Linked DNA regions of Macaca mulatta: region 1 is linked to region 2. Evidence: chromatin contacts called from public Micro-C data. All regions are on one chromosome and are shown on one strand. The core of a region is the stretch at or near the end of the contact, and the rest is flanking DNA. Distances in the headings are between cores, read along the strand shown.

Region 1 (4,635 bases), core at 1,764-4,263, 190 kb before region 2:
GAAAAACAGGCACAAATGCGGCAAGCATATAGAGTTAATAAACAGCAATCTTATTATTATTACTAATCACCAATGAACTGCACAGCACTTGCCATGAAGAAAATACCATTTTTAAATCAGCACATCCTGAGCTATATTGTATACCCTCAAAAAGTAGCTGAATTAAATGGGTTATCTCTACCTTAATATTTGACAATTATGAATTTATGAATTCAGGCATTTAGGTAATAGGAAAAAACATTTCTAAAATGTCAGTTACTTAACTATGTTCCTCACCATAACCCAGTACAGAGGATAGCAACAATACCTTCTCAAGTTTCAAAACCAAGCCCATAGAGTATAAACAAAGAATGGCTTCTTTTTCACTAACTTACTTCAAAGCTTAATATTTGTTTTCCTTCTATAAAGCTTCAACTACTGGCAAACTTGAGCATCTTATATATTTTTGCATGATCAAAAATATGTATGTATCCAAAATCTGTTAGTAGAAAATAAAATCAGATTCCTTTACATGAACGTCAAGTCTTTACTGAAATTAGATTTCACCAAAGAGAAAAGGCCTGTACTCAAGAGTAACAAGAATAAAACACAAGAGGGTTCCCACCCTCCCCCCCGCCATTGTTAGAGCAAGGGGAAGTGCTTGCTGTGAGCCATGCCATCAGAGTATGTGTCTCCCCACTGCTGCCATAAACAGTTTTCTGAAGGAGAAATATACAGCCTGCAGCTTACCCAGTCTGTATCTAATGCCATATAACATTAAGTCAAGCATGAACTTTAACTACTGTCACTTTAGTTACAGTCATATTATACAAATAAGAGTTTATGACCAATTATTCTCCATAGGTTTTACTATATCAAAAAAGCTGTCATTTGGGAATTTAAAGTTTTTCAAACAAGTTTCATCTAAGAGTCCTGACACCAAATTTCTTAAAATCCATGTGACACTTTGAATTGTTTTGTTACCAGGGAATCTGAAAAATTATCACTTATGCTGACTACTTTTAAAAATCCTGTATAAGATTGTAAAATATTAAGTAATATATTTAAATAAAAGCCTTATCTTCTTCCTTTACTTTTAAAACTTGGATTAAAATACAGCGTCCATATCTCCTACAAAGAGCTGACCCTTGAACAACACAGGTGTGGGTCTACTTACATGCAGATTTTTTTTTCAACTAAATGTATTAGCCAGATGAGAAATCTACACATTATGGAAGGCTGACTTTTCGTGTATGCGAGCTCTACAGGGCCTACTGTGGCACTTGAGGATGAGTGGATTTTGGTATGCTGTGGGTCCAATCTCCTAACTACACCAAGGGATGACTATATATAGGACATATCTGGGTAGTACACATTACAGCTTTTAGTTATTCTTATCCACCATAATTTGATATTTTCTTGCCTACCACAAATTAACTGGCTTAGCATGTTTTACAGTAACTGCTTCTCAGCAAGTGTAGCTATTTACTTTTTTTCAAGACAGGATCTCCCTCTGTCACCCAGGCTGCAGTGCAGTGGTACGATCATGGCTCACTGCAGCCCCAACCTTCCCAGTTCAAGTGGACTCACACACACTTCAGGCTCTTGAACGCCACCAAGTCAGCTAATTTGTTTATTTATTTTTTGGTATAGACAGGGTCTCGCTATGGTGCCCAAGTTGGTCTCAAACGCCTGGTCCCAAGTAATCCTCCCACCTCCACCTCCCAAAGCACTGGGATTATAGGAATGAGCCATAGTGCTCTACCTCTTCTGACCTTTAGAAGATTTTTTACGAAAAGAAATCTCTATCCATTACCCAAGTAAAATATTATGACTCTATCTCTTTGTGACGTTATAGATCTACTTGTGCCCAGAATGTAATCTCTGATATATAAAATGGTTCTAGTAGCTTTTAGCTATGCACATAATCTTAGGTGAATAGGCTTAAGGCACTGTCTTACAGATCTATATTCTGACTAAAAGCTATAGTAATAGTATGTAAGTTAAATCAAATTCCATCACTACCTCCCCCTTCCCCATGTGAAATCCATCCTACTCATTCACTAGTTCATTTTATAAACCATATTATCATTTAACCTAAGGAACAATACAATTCAAAAAAATAATTCCAGCACAACATACTGTAAATAACACCTCTATATAATAATAATAAAGTTAAATCTGCTTCATAGCTTCTAGATAGTACCAGGCCACCTAACTTATAGTAAAATGTATTAAAATATTTGTACCACTAAAAAAAGACCTATGAATGTTCAACAACTACAGTATTCATACCACTAGATGGCAATCTTCTTTAGATATGATTAGAGCAGAACTATGAAAAGAATCACTGGTAGGAAAGAAGGGATGGTGAAAAATAACTATTGACACAAAAACAAAATATATAATACAAATCACATATGCAAATGAAGGCTGGGTGAATTGTCATGAAACAGCTGTAAACAATAATATAAAATTCTTCCTGTGTATAAGTGAAAGAACATCCTATCTTCCCAATAATCCTTCCCCTTCTAAATAAAAATAAACATAAAAGATGTAAAACCAAGCCACTAAAAGATTTTTTTTCCCTTCAAAGTATAAATGTTTCACAAGAGACAATTAGGCCTATTTTCGTGTTCTATTATCCAATTCAATCCTAGGTAGCAATAATAACTACAAACACAAACGAAAACCTGGCTCTTACCCTGCCAAGTGAACAAAGAGTTGCTAAGCAAAGAGAAATCTTATATGCTGCTAGATTTTAAATTAACTCTGAAAACAAGAACTATTTCCAAGTCTGACACACAAGCTTTTAAAAATAAATGAAAACAGTCAGAAGGTGAAATAAGGAGAAAACAGGGTTACTCACCGTGGAGTAGTAACTGTTTCCTTTTCTGTGTGCAGCTCCCCCAGCAGAGCTGGGTAGTTTCCTGGAGGTGCCAAGAGAGGTTAGCTAGCCCTGCCCCTCATTGCATAAGCAACACATCCTTTCACATATCAATGAAATGGTCTCACTATCAGACCTTAAGTATGAATTTCTTTGAGTGAAAAGTTAGTAAAAGCTGAGATCCTAAGGATGATTTAACTAAAAATAACGTAATAAATCTATCAGAGGAAAGGGGGCACAAAGTAAAGAAATATTTTGAGATGAAAAATGACTCCTCTACCTTGAGTAACCCTGTTTTTTAGATGTTAGTTTTTTGCATCCTGTGATAGCTGGTTAGACCTAAAAGATTATTTAGAGAATGGACTGCAAAAGGAAAAATGAATGACGATTTCAGGATTAAAGGCAAGTGTCCAAAATTCCTGTGACTCTGGAAAGACATAATCCAACTTCCACATCTATAAAGGTAGAATTATGAGTATAAACTATACCACAAATATTTCTCTTAAAACACTATCTAAAGGTTCCAAGAGCAAAATAGGTCTTATTTTAAGATTAATTCAGCAACCTGTGATATCTGACAAAACTGTTAGAAATTCAAATTGTTTTCAATGGTACGAAATAAGAAAAAATTTATGCTTAATTACCCACAATTACTTTATTATATCCATCCTTGGAAACTGTAAAGTTTATAGTAAGTATAAGATATTTAGTGGCTGGGCGCAGCGGCTCACGCCTGTAATCCCAGCACTTTGGGAGGCAGAGGTGGGTGGATCACGAGGTCAGGAGTTCAAGACCAGTCTGGCCAAGATGCTGAAACCCCATGTCTACTAAAAATACAAAAATTAGCCGGGCATGGTGGCATATGCCTGTAATCCCAGCTACCCAGCTAAGACTAGAGAATCACTTGAACCTGGGAGGTGGAGGCTGCAGTGAGCTGAGATTGTGCCACTGCACTCCTACCTAGGCAACGAGAGTGAAACTCCGTTTCAAAAAAAAAAAAAAAGATATTTAGTAACTCTATATTGCTAAAGGCCCAAAGGTACACGGGATCTCCAAAGTGGATACCAATAGGTAGATCATTTACTTTTATGCTTAGGACATGGCTTTTTATTTTTTGTCAATCTCTAATATAATAATATAGCACAGAAGATAGGTCTTCCCATTTAGTAGCCACTCCCCTGAACAATGAGATTTTAAGACCATCCCACATACCCTATTAGGACTAAGTTAGATATTTTCACAGGAAAACTAAAAAGTAACCTAAGCTTTGGCTGGGGCGTGGTGGCTCATGCCTGCCAGTAATCCCAGCACTTTTGGATGTGGAGACAGGTGGATCACCTGAGCTCAGGAAATTGAGACCAGCCTAGGCAACATAGCGAAACCCCATCTCTACAAAAAAATACGAAAATTAACTGGGCGTGGTGACCCACGCCTACAGCCTCAGTTATTTGGGAGCTAACGTGGGAGGATCACTTGAGTCCAGGAGATGGAGAGTGCAGTGAACCAAGATTGTGTCACTGCATTCCAACTTGGGCAACAGAGCAAGACCCTATCTCAAAAGAACTAAAAAAATAAATACATAAATAAAAAAGCCGGTGTGGTGGCTCACACCTGTAATCCTAGCACTTTGGGAGGCCAAGGTGGGAGGATCACTTGAGCTCAGAGACCAGCCTGGGCAACATAGTGAGACCTTGTCTCTATTTTTTTTTTAAAGAAGAAAAAAAAAGAAGTAAACTAAGCTTCTAGGGGTTTTTTTGTTTGGTTGGTTT
Region 2 (4,659 bases), core at 1,028-3,527:
TCCTCTGTAACACTGTCCCGCACCACTCCATGCATGGGACTTCTTCCTCTGACTCTTGGGATCTGTCGGACAGCACTTGTATAGACTTGTTCCTGTTTTCCATGTATTTGGATGATTTTACCATCTACATGTTGGTGTTTTGAGGGTAGGAATTCTGCACTAGACATCTTTGTTTCCATGACGTTGCCTTGGATACAATGAGCGCTGACATAATTGTTGATTTATTTAAAATAGATTTTTCTATTTTTAAAATAGGCAGAGAAGAAACTCTACTAATGTTTCTCAAAATGCAACACCTACGAGAGCCTGCCTGTAATGATTAAAAGGACAAAGGGGGTTATTTTATGTCTTAACTCAAAATTTCAAAGCAGATCAAAGGAGTATTTATCAAATGAAAAGAAGCAATCTCTGAAAATTGATTTAGTACATCTGTAACATAACTATGTTGGAGGACAGGGGAAAGCAAGTGTATATTGGGGTGGGGAACACAGGAAGAAAGCTAAATCCTCATTTTCCAAATAGTAGGAAATCAATATATACTTTCTAACGTGGAAAAATGATGATAAAAAATGTTGCAGCATGAGCATATTTATATTCATGAAGGTAAATAACAAAAGAGCTTTTTTTTTTCTTTAATGGCCTCTACAGAGGCCCTTATCTCTTTTTTAAGTCCCTTTTGGAGCACATCTCACTCTCTTGATTTTATTTTATTTATTTATTTATTTATTTATTTATTTATTTATTTATTGAGACAGAGTCTCACTCTGTCACCCAGGCTGGAGTGCCGTGGCACGATTTTGGCTCACTGCAACCTCCATCTCCTGGGTTCAAACAATTTTCCTGCCTCAGCCTCCTGAGTAGCTAGGACTACAGGTGTGTGCCACCATGCTCGGCTAATTTGTGTATTTTTGGTAGAGACAGGGTTGTGCCATGTTGGTTGGGCTGGTCTCAAACTCCTGATGTCAAGTGATCCACCCATCTTAGCCTCCCAAAGTGCGGGGGTTACAAGCGTCAGCTACCATCCCCAGCCAACTCTCTTGATTTTAAATGTCCCTCTAGATAGAGACATTTCCAGTTCCAGGTCTCTTTGTTTCTCCTTATTTTCATACCTCAGAGGTGCTGGTGGGAGGAGTACGAGCAAGATTGGAGAAAGAAAGTGTTTGTAATAGTCCGTGTGATAAAGTATGGGTGCCCGGACAAGGGCAGCAACTGTGGGGAAGGAGAGTGAGGCTGATTTAAAAGCCATTCACGAGGGAGACTTTACAGAGCTATAAGGTAGCTATAGAGGGTGAGGGAGTTGGAGGACCCAAAGATGAACCAGGTTTCCAGCAGAGGTGCTGGATGGATGAAGAAGGAAAAGCAGTTTAAGGAAGAGAAAAAAATGTCAGTTCAGTTTTGAAGATGTTGAATTTGCAGTGCTGGGGAACAGTAGAATAGAGCTGTCTCACAGGCACCTTCATTTACAAGTGGGTTATAAAAGAGGGAAGAGTAGGGACAGGAACCACATTTCAGCAGGAATAATGGATCCTGGTAATCAGGAGAAGTTGGGATTTCTCCTTCATGGTGGGACAGAGAAGACTATGTTTGACACTCGCTGATCCATAGGAACATCTCTTCTTTCTCCCCTGCCCAGTTGTGATGGTAAGTCAACAATGTAGCCAACCTATATTATCCTATAATCAGTCTTGAAACAGGTTTGGGTGACAAGGAGCTAAGATTTACCAGGGATGGGGAATGGAGTCATCCACCAGTTAAGCCATCTGGAGCAGCAGAGGTGCTAGCTGAGGGTGAGGGGAATCTAGAATTGGTAGTGGAGGAGGGAAATGGAGCGTTTCAGATGTGACTTTGAGAGCAGCTGCAGAGGGAAAGACTGTAACTTGGCCCCCTGACATTATTGTAAAGTTCTCCTAATGAAGGAACAAACCAGAAATCCAGGGGAGCTAATCTCTAATAAGGTGAACTTACTATAAAAGCAGGTGGGTTCCAGTGACATAGAGGGTGTACAGTGATGCATGCCATGGTGCTCTGCTCAGATGCTCACTTTAGGACCATGATGTTCATTCTCCAGTTGCCAGAAGTACTGGCTGCTTGACAACCTACCTTAAGTTCTTCTAGAATTGTCCTCAGCCAAAGAGAGTTGGCTTTCTAAGCTTATGTCCCACAGCCTGCATCCAATGACCCACTGATGGTGGGGTTCAGCGTAGACAACCCTGAAGGGAGCTCTAAGCTCCCGCTGGTTGGGCTGAGGCTTCTGTTGTCAATTGCACAGCAGGTCAACTCCTCCTGCAGCTCACTTCTGCTGCCTTCACTGCTCCAGAGTTGTGTGCCTCCTACACGTAAGTCTCTGCCTGAGAGTCAGTTTCCCAGGAAACCTAACCTAAGACATTAGGGCAATGCAAATGAGGTAAGTCCTCCCCCTTCACAGGAGGAAGTCAGCAGATAATATCTAAGGGTGATAAAAATCAATATGTAAAGGTGTAAGCATATTCTCTAGAGTTACACAGACAACCGCCGGAAGAACTAAAAATAGAAATTATGAAAAGAATATTGTCTCTGCGAAATGTGACTGCGGATTGATTAGGTGGGAGACTTGCTTTTCCTTCTAAGATCTTCTCAACTACCGAAATTAATACCGTATGCAGATAGTACTTTGACTCAAATCTAATTTTAACATTAAAACAAGACTCTTGGAAACAACTAAAGATAAAGAGGTAGTGAGGCAGAGAGAAATAATAATGTTTGATTCAGAGGATGTGGCCTAGAATTCAGGTGCTTTTTCTGTGTCTGGGTACAGGTCACTTCCTCTTTCAGAGACTTAGTTTTCTCATCTGTCAAGTGGGAATAACAATGATATTAAATAAAAACCACTCTGCCGGGCGCGGTGGCTCACGCCTGTAATCCGAGCACTTTGGGAGGCCGAGGTGGGCGGATCCCGAGGTCAGGAGATGGAGACCATCCTGGCTAACGCGGTGAAACCCCCGTCTCTACTAAAAATACAAAAAAATTAGCTGAGCGTGTTGGTGGGCATCTGTAGTCCCAGCTACTCGGGAAGCTGAGGCAGGAGAATGGCGGGAACCTGGGAGGCGGAGCTTGCAGTGAGCCGAGATGGCACCACTGCACTCCAGCCTGGGCGACAGAGCGAGACTCCGTCACAAAACAAACAAACAAACAAACAAACAAAAAAATACTCAATATCATTGTGAAGTGTAAATAAAATAATGAAAAGTAAAATGCTTAGTAAAGCTATGAAGAGCTGTCCTACATAGGAGAATGAAGTACATGTTAGAGATACTGGCAATGTACAAAAACCACAAAGAAAGTGGTTAATTCTGGCCGTGGATGAAAAAGACCTCATGAAGGCAGGATCACTCATGGTTGGCTTGAAAAAGAAAGGAAGATTTTGGTAGGCAGAGAAGGAGACATGGTGGGGAGAAAAAAAAAATTTTTTTTTTTTTTTGAGACAGAGTCTTACTCTGTTGCCCAGGCTGGAGTGCTGTGGCACGATCTCGGCTCACTGCAACCTTCGCCTCCCAGGTTCAAACGATTCTCCTGCCTCAGCCTCCCAAATAGCTTAGATTAGAGGTGTATGCCACCACGCCCAGCTAATTTTTTGTATTTTTAGTAGAGACAAGATTTCACCATGTTGGCCAGGCTGGTCTCAAACTCCTGACCTCAGGTGATCTACCCACCTCGGCCTCCCAAAGGGCTGGGATTACAGGTATGAGCCACCATGCCCAGCCCAACTGTGTGTGTGGGTTTTTTGTTTTCTCGAGACATTGTCTTGCTCTATCACCCAGGCTGGAAGGCAGTGGCACCATCTTGGCTCACTGCAGCCTCTGCCTCCTGGGCTCAAGCAATCCTCCCACCTCAGCCTCCCAAGTAGCTACGACTACAGACATGTGCCACCATGCCCAGCTAATTTTTGTATTTTTTGTGGAAATGGGATTTCATCACACTGGCCTGGCTGGTCTCAAACTTCTGGCCTCAAGTGATCCACCCACCTCAGTCTCCCAAAGTGCTAGGATTACAGGTGTGAGCCACCATGGCCAGGCAAAATATTTTATTTTTTTTATTGTTATTTTTTAATCTGTTTTTTTTTTTTTAAATAGGGATGGGGTCTTACTATGGTTGGCCAGGTTGGTCTTGAACTCTTGACCTCAAGCAATTCTCTTGCCTCAGCCTCTCAAAGTGTTAGCATTACAGGCATGAGCCACCACATCTGGCCTGAACTATTTTATTTTTAAAGGAATCTTTTTCAATTATTTTTAGCAAAGTAATCCATGAACATAATTAAAAAGCAATAATTCAAAGGGGTTTATAATGTCTTTCACCTCCTTCAAGTCTCTGTTCCAAGGTCATCTTTTTCAATGAGCTCTTCCGTGCACTTGCTATTTAAAACTACAGCTCTGGCTCCATTCCTGGTCCCTCTTAACCCACTTATTTCCTCACAGCACTTACCGACTTCTAACTCATAACTGGCTTACTATATCTATGGTTTGTTGTCTCTTTCACCTGATGGGAATGTGAGCTCCATGAGGACAGGGACTTTGATCTGTTCTGTTCATTCCCCTAAAGTGTCTACACAGTGTCTCATGCATTGCAGGACTCAGTAAATATTCACTGAATAAATGAAAACTATGAAAATCTTGCCAGCACCAC

Evidence for each region. A called contact is a pair of places that touch in the nucleus more often than the background predicts.
Region 1: a contact with region 2 is called in a Micro-C map of CD4 T cells, with 13 times the contacts expected there. The contact joins two enhancer-like sites. A contact is called at or near these places in 4 of 14 Hi-C or Micro-C datasets (CD4 T cells, fetal cortical plate, fibroblasts and 1 more).

What each region holds. Positions count from the first base shown.
Region 1 is chr13:70,748,024-70,752,658 of T2T-MMU8v2.0, reverse strand. All of the region lies in intron 20 of PSME4 (proteasome activator subunit 4), which reads right to left. All of the region lies in intron 1 of LOC144333772 (a long non-coding RNA gene), which reads left to right. Among named protein-coding and RNA genes, the nearest start is that of GPR75, 53 kb to the left of the region's middle. Within about 2 kb of position 3,013, at least 6 of the 40 cell types and tissues checked have an H3K27ac peak or open chromatin away from gene starts, as enhancers often do. A contact at or near this core is called in CD4 T cells, where this site is marked.
Region 2 is chr13:70,557,494-70,562,152 of T2T-MMU8v2.0, reverse strand. No RefSeq gene overlaps it. Among named protein-coding and RNA genes, the nearest start is that of ACYP2, 21 kb to the right of the region's middle. Within about 2 kb of position 2,277, at least 5 of the 40 cell types and tissues checked have an H3K27ac peak or open chromatin away from gene starts, as enhancers often do. A contact at or near this core is called in CD4 T cells, where this site is marked.